2 separate regions of the Mus musculus genome follow, and region 2 is linked to region 1. A link is a contact called in public promoter capture Hi-C data. All regions are on one chromosome and are shown on one strand. The core of a region is the stretch at or near the end of the contact, and the rest is flanking DNA. Distances in the headings are between cores, read along the strand shown.

What was found. Promoter capture Hi-C pulls out the DNA fragments that hold promoters and counts their contacts.
Region 2: a promoter capture Hi-C map of liver shows a contact between it and region 1, with 5 times the contacts expected there. The contact joins the promoter of Inppl1 here to the promoter of Neu3 in region 1. A contact is called at or near these places in 3 of 39 promoter capture datasets (liver and pre-B cells) and 1 of 9 other capture datasets (liver).

The regions. Positions count from the first base shown.
Region 1 is chr7:99,826,815-99,830,036 of GRCm38.p6, reverse strand. Neu3 (neuraminidase 3) reads left to right here and starts at 1,620. Exons shown (of 3, transcript NM_016720.2): 1 at 1,620-1,879.
Region 2 is chr7:101,836,239-101,839,460 of GRCm38.p6, reverse strand. It overlaps Inppl1 (inositol polyphosphate phosphatase-like 1), which reads left to right and starts at 1,637. Exons shown (of 29, transcript NM_001122739.1): 1 at 1,637-1,740; 2 at 2,510-2,890. The coding sequence starts at 2,709. Gm10602 (a long non-coding RNA gene) reads right to left here and starts at 3,203. Exons shown (of 2, transcript XR_003946663.1): 1 at 2,044-3,203; 2 at 1-659.

The DNA of each region.
Region 1 (3,222 bases), core at 371-2,870:
TTTTCAAGTAAGACCAGATACTCAAAGCCTATGCTATACCTCTTTCCCCTGCTCTGAAATCAGCTGTTTTTCTTTGAAGTCCTAGTTACTTTTAGCAGGAAACTACTTTATTTTATTTCAGTGTTGTCAGGCTAATCTCTCATTATTTAAAAAGGAATGAAGGAAAATCCCATCCTGTTATGATCTTGTGTCTTAGGAAAGCCCATCCCTTAGAGCGTTCACTGCCGTACCCATGGTATTTGCTCAGGCTCAGGGATTCAAACTCAGTAGGAGTCAATGTTTTTCCATCCTTTAAGTTAATATTCCATCTTTCCCTTCATCTTTTGACAAATTCCTTTATGTTTTACTTGGTTCCAACAAAAAAAATGAGTTTCAATTGTTTCTCTCCATGTGAGTTCTACTTCTGAGTATCAAGTTCACTTCAAAGAAAGAAGACCCCATATTCTTACACTGGAACTAGAGGAGGCAGCCATTTGGGAGAGAAACTCCTAACATGACTGGGATGAAATAAAAGGAAGTCACTTTGCTCCTTGGTGGACAGGGCCCTGCCCCCTGGCATCCTCACAGGCAGAGGAGGAATGGGGTCCGGCCGAATCGGCCCTGCTGTGCTGCTTTCTATCTTACTGTGGTTAGACCCACACTTGGGGGTGTGATTTCTTATATTATAAGGTGAAGGGTGCTATCATACATCTTACTATTATAAGTCAAATACAAGTCACTCCCCACAGGGTAATGCCACTATGCTAAATGTCCTAGTTCATTATGTTAACCTGGTACATAAGGAACCACTGTGAATTTTGATACCAATGTACTCCACATCTTGGTTTTTATGTTTGTTTGTTTGGGTTTTTGTTTTGGTCGTGACTTTTTCATTTTCTTTTTAGTCTCCTCTGGTAGCCTTGTTGACCTGATGGGTTTTGTTTGTTTGTTTGTTTCGGTTTGTTTTTTTGTTTGTTTGTTTGTTTGTGTTGTTGTTGTTTTTTTTTAACAGTCATTTTTAGCTTTCTTTGTCCCCACCCCTGGCTGATCTCTTAGATGCTGCAGTGTGTCAAGAGGGGCCTTTTCCTCTTTTGATTTTGGTAGGTGGGGAAGAATGGGATGGTCCTTGCGTGTGATTGTGAAACAAGAGAATGGATTCAGTACTTGGTGACAGATACATGTATGTAAATGTGTGTAGACAATATACAATAAGTTATCGAAGGTACAGGAGAGTGAACCTAGGACGTTGCACCTGCTAGGCGAGTGCTCTGCCACCTAACTGGTTTCTCGGCTCTGTTTATACTTTTTTTTAAAAATCTTGCGAGAAGGGCAATTGTTCAGGGTGGCCTTAAACTCATTTTGTAGTCCAGACAGATGAAATTTAACAGTCTCTACCACACTAGCAAAGTCCACAGCCCCGCACCACCAGGCCCTGATAAATATATACATTTTGGAACCTTTTGCAAGGAGAATGTCCAGTGCTTTGTGTGAAAACACCCCCTTCCACCTTTTATCTTTTTAGGAGTCCCCTCTGAGCCTCGGAACCTTTGTTCGACAATTAGACTGTCTAGGGAAGTTTTAGGCGGTGATACCTTCCACAGACCAATCGTTAAGGGCGTGGAGAAGCAAGCAGGGCGGGCACTGCGCGGTGAAGGGGCGTGGCCTGGCCGGGGAGGTTGACACCCAGACGCTGCTCTCAGTCCTCTGGCGCCTGCTCCCCAGCGCATTCCTTCTGCTCCTGGGATATTTGTCTCATTACTGCCAGTTCTTGCGCAGCGGTCACTGGGTTCGTTTCAGCGTCTGTGGTTTCTGTCGCTGTTATCCAGTCTCCATCGCCCCAGCTCAGCTTCAGGCCTTCTTCCGAGACTCCACGGGAGAGCCCAGAGAGCCTCCGGAGCCGGTGAGCTGGGGTGAGAGTCACCCGGAATTCGGCCGGGGACTGTGGGGACCTGCATCAGGAAGGAAGACTGAGTCAGCCAGAATCAGCTAGGACCATTCTACTTTTGCTTTCTTCCATCTAAAGCCAAACTTCAGCTGTAGTTTAGAACTGTGGGAACAAACCGAGACTGTGAAGTCTTCTTACTATAGAGGAGTTGTGGGCGACCAAAAAGGTTCCAAGGTGGAATGTTTTTGATACTAGATTTGCAACTGAGTGGTCTCCCCTAAGTTTTCCTCTTCAAACAAGGCTGACTTCAGAAGTCGTGCTAAACTGTACTCTCCCCAAGAAAGAGAATAGAGAGGACTTGGTTGGAAGGTGAGAGAGTATGGAACAGTAATTAATAATCAGAATTATCTGCTAAAGCAAACAACTCCAAAGCAGACCTGTACTAGATTCTTCTCAGCCCCTAGTTCTGAGCACATAGTTTGGGTGAATCCTTTAGGTGTGACCAGGCCACTGTGTTACCACTGTCATCATTATTATTAGAATAATCATAGTGAAAATTAATGACAATTTAATTGTTGAGGTGATGGCAGAACCAAAACTGAATTGTAAAAAGGTCAGCATTCACAATAATTAAAGACATCAATTTGTATAGTGCCTTAACGTTTATAAAGCATTTTTGAATGGTCCTGATAAGTACACATTACTAACCTTTAACAAATGAGAGCCAGTCATGGGGCCTGGCTCCTGTTAATCCAAGCACTCAGGAGGCTGGGGCATGAGAATCACAAGTTCAAGACCAGCCCAGGTGCTAAGAGGAGGTTGTAATTGATAGAATAATGCAGTGCTTAATGATGGGGCTTGGTACTGAGAACACAACAATGATGTGGTTTCATTGTGAGAACTTCATCAGTGTGTATGCACATCGTATGGCTCAGCTAGGCTGTATGGAGAATATATATATATATATATATATATATATATATATATATATATATATTCCATATATATGCCTATTGCGGCTGGAGCCATGATGAGTGAAACATGAAATGAAGTCAAACACAAGAAAAAATGGTGTCAAGAGATTCTGAAAGCATGGATTGTGTGAGGCTGCTGCCAGCTAAGGTAATATGCTGTTTCACTGTAAATGTTTGTAAGTTTGTATTCCAAGATAATAACAAAGTGTAGTCTAATGAATGATTGCAAGCCAGTAAAGTAGCTTTTTGTCATTTCAAGTTGTATGAGCTGTACATAGATATTTGTATATGACTGACATCACAAACGTGTTATATGTCTGGGCTGTGATACTGGTGTCTAAGATGTCTGTGGGTGATGGGAACTTTAACACAATTAGAATCTGT
Region 2 (3,222 bases), core at 388-2,887, 2.0 Mb before region 1:
TCTGCTTAGCTCTGTTCTCAGCTTACAAAGGGGAAGCTGGAAACGGGAGTCCAGCAGAGATTCTGGAGAAAGGGGTAAAAATTCACACTGCCTACTATGATATAGATTGACTGGGTTGGGGTCCCTTGGACGAGGATAGTCCATTAGGAAGTCAATCTGGAAGATACAGAAGAAACAAAAGCTTGCATTTCGCCCAGTGCTGTATCCTACTGATGAAGCCAAAGAAACTATTAGTGGCTTCCCAGAGGCAGAAGCACCCTCTAGCCTTCGGCTAAATTGTATTTGTGTTTATTCTGAGTGTGTGCCTAGGTGTGTGGGCTGCATGGATGACTTGGCACAGGTGTGGAAGTCAGAGGACAACATGCAGGAGCTCTCTCCTTCCACCACATGGGTCCCTGGGGTTCAACTCAAAGTCTTCAAACTTGGCAAAAGCGCCTTTACCTGTTAAGCCATCTCACCCCAATGACACAGTCTTTAGCATCGCCGTCCTCTCAGGAAGCTGTAAATATATTGATTTTGGAGGGTCGTGACAGCTTTTCTCCAACTCGTTCTCCTTTCTTTCTTTGAGGCCACATCTCTTATGTAGTCTTGGATGGGCTGGAAGTCTAGACCAAGGAAGCTGGCTTACAACTAGGTAGAGTTCCATTTGCTTCTGCCTCCTGTGGGTCGGGAATACAGGCATAGGAAAGTAAGACCCCACTGCACACCCCCGGGATCTGGGGTGGGCGTCCTCCATTCCCGGCGGGAGGAGCTGGGTACAGATTGGAGGATGTTACTTTATTTAAGCCCTGGCAGGACCAGGAGAAACAGGTAGGTGGGTGGAGGATCTCTGTTTTTGTATTTATCTGTTCTGGAAGGTCCCTACAGACCCGTCACGTCCCAGGCTTTGTTCTAGATGGGTTAAGCCAATGCAAATTGGCTTATCCTCTAAACAGAGGGAAACTCCTCAGGGTTGACCCCAGGCTCGGTCAACAGGTTCAATTTACCAGAGCGAAAGTTCTCTCCCAGGTTAAAGGGATGCTCCTGACAGACTCTAGGAGTTGGTGGTTGTAGGCAAGCGGCTAGAGGCCTGCGCCTTTAAGGAGCCAGGGGGCAGAGGGGCGGGGCAGGAAGAGAAATCCTTGGAGACGCCACCACCATCCAGGTCTTTTTTTAGGGGGGAAATAGGGCGGGCCAAAGCCCTGTTTGGGTTCCGCCCCGTCTTCTCCCGCCGGGTCCCCTTTTCCGCCCCAGGGGTCGGTGGATGGGAGGTCTTAGCAGCCAGAGTCTTAGGAGCTCCCTGCTCGCACCTGGCCCACGGAAGCGCAAGTTTGTTGATTTGGAGGGAGTAGCCGGAGCGGGGGCGGTGCTAATAATACCCGTTCAGTCCCCAGTCGCGCTTTACAGTTTACACAGCTGTCACCTTCGTTACTCCTTAATTAATAATAAAAATAGCCGCCGTCCCGGAGCGCACGCTGCATGCCAGGCCCTGAGCTTTACAGGCAGAGCCCCAATGAGCCCGCCCTCGTAACGTTACCCCAGTTATCGAAAGCGAGAAGCTCGGGCGCACTGAAGAGCCAAGGCTGTCCCGAGGTCACTCTGCGGGCGTGCGGCGGAGACCGGGACGCGGGCGGACGAGGCGGGGCGCGGGCGGGGCGGAAGGCGCGGGGTGCGCGGTGGCGGCGGATGGCCATCTTAAGTGGCCGCGGGGAGTCCAGGGAGGCTTCCCCGGGCTAGGAGTCAACCCGAGTCGCCCTAGAGGTGGGGCCTGCGTTCGGTAGTTGAGGCTCTGAGACTTGAGGGAACTTTTTTTCTAGGTAGTCGAGGGGGTCCTCCTGGTCTGGGACTGCAAAACCTGGGCCTGCGGGTGTGGGGCGTGGTGCCAGGCAATTTGGTGGAGATGGGGGAAGGGTTTTGCCAGGCTGGAGGGCCTGCGGGGACCGGTGCGTGAAAGGCACCTCGAGCGCGCGCGTATGTGTGGGGTGGGGTATCGGATCTCTTTGGGATCTTGTGGGATGTGTCAGGAATCGTTTTGGGGGGTTCAGGTCTGAAGGGGCCTCTGACCTTATAGGAGTTACGAGAACTTGTTCTCTTGGATGTTGTAGTAGTTGTGGATGTCTATCCTGGAGCCTTGCTTTCCGAACCTTGATCCCGCAAGGCTGTGGGGGTGCCGAGTAGAAGAGATGTGTGTAGTAGAATCAGATTTGCATAGGGATTAGGGGTCATCTCATTGCGAATCGTTGGAAGGATTGAATTCACCAGCGAGAACTTGGACTCACAAGTTGTCCCGGAGCGGGTACCGGGGAACTGGATCTTCTTGAGGTGGGGGGACAAAATAATTGTGGGACTTGGGAGGTGCTGGTCTTGCGGGTCCTGTAGGGCTGTCGGAGCATCGTCCTTGCCGAGAGAGGCTGGGGGCAGGGGCGGCCCGGGCTCTGGGCCGAGTGGAGGGGGAGGGGACCGGCCAGCTCCTAGCTCCGTTCCCGCCCCTCCCCCGCCGCCTCTGAACAAACTTTTCTTTCTCTTCAAGTTGAGGCCGGCGCTGCGGGCGGCGGCGGCTGCGCGGAGATCCAGGCGGTTGGCGCGGCCAAGCGTGGAACCCACATACTGGGTTCTCTCGGGCTGGTGGATCCTTAGTCCCGGGACCCGGGCCCAACCTCGACTTCAAGCTTCCCCGGGCGGATGGCGCGGAGCGGCAGGCATCGGCGGCGCTGAGCCCTGCGTGGGCCATGGCCTCAGTGTGTGGGACACCGAGTCCCGGGGGTGCGCTAGGCAGCCCGGCCCCAGCCTGGTATCACCGTGACCTGAGCCGCGCTGCTGCGGAGGAGCTCCTGGCTCGGGCGGGCCGCGATGGCAGCTTCCTGGTGCGAGATAGCGAGAGCGTGGCGGGGGCCTTCGCACTCTGCGTCCTGTGAGTAGGGCGGGCACACGCCGAGTGTTCCTTGGTTGTGGTGGCAATCGTGGTAGTGGGGTGACTGTAGCTGGTGGGGCTGCAGCCCTGTCTCCAGGGGAGACCTTGACTTTATCGCTGGGTGGAGGAAGGATACAGGGGAGCACTTCCTGCTGTGCCTGGAGCACTTTCTGAGGCCCGAGGCCAGAGTTCTGAAGCTCAGGGTGGGTGTGATGGCAAGAAACAGTGGCAGACGGCGGTAGACCAGCTTAGACTTTCTCCCAGATGTACAGGGAAAGGATGCATGCTCCACATGAGTGCAGTTCGTTTTAAAGCACTGCAGTAGGGGGCAG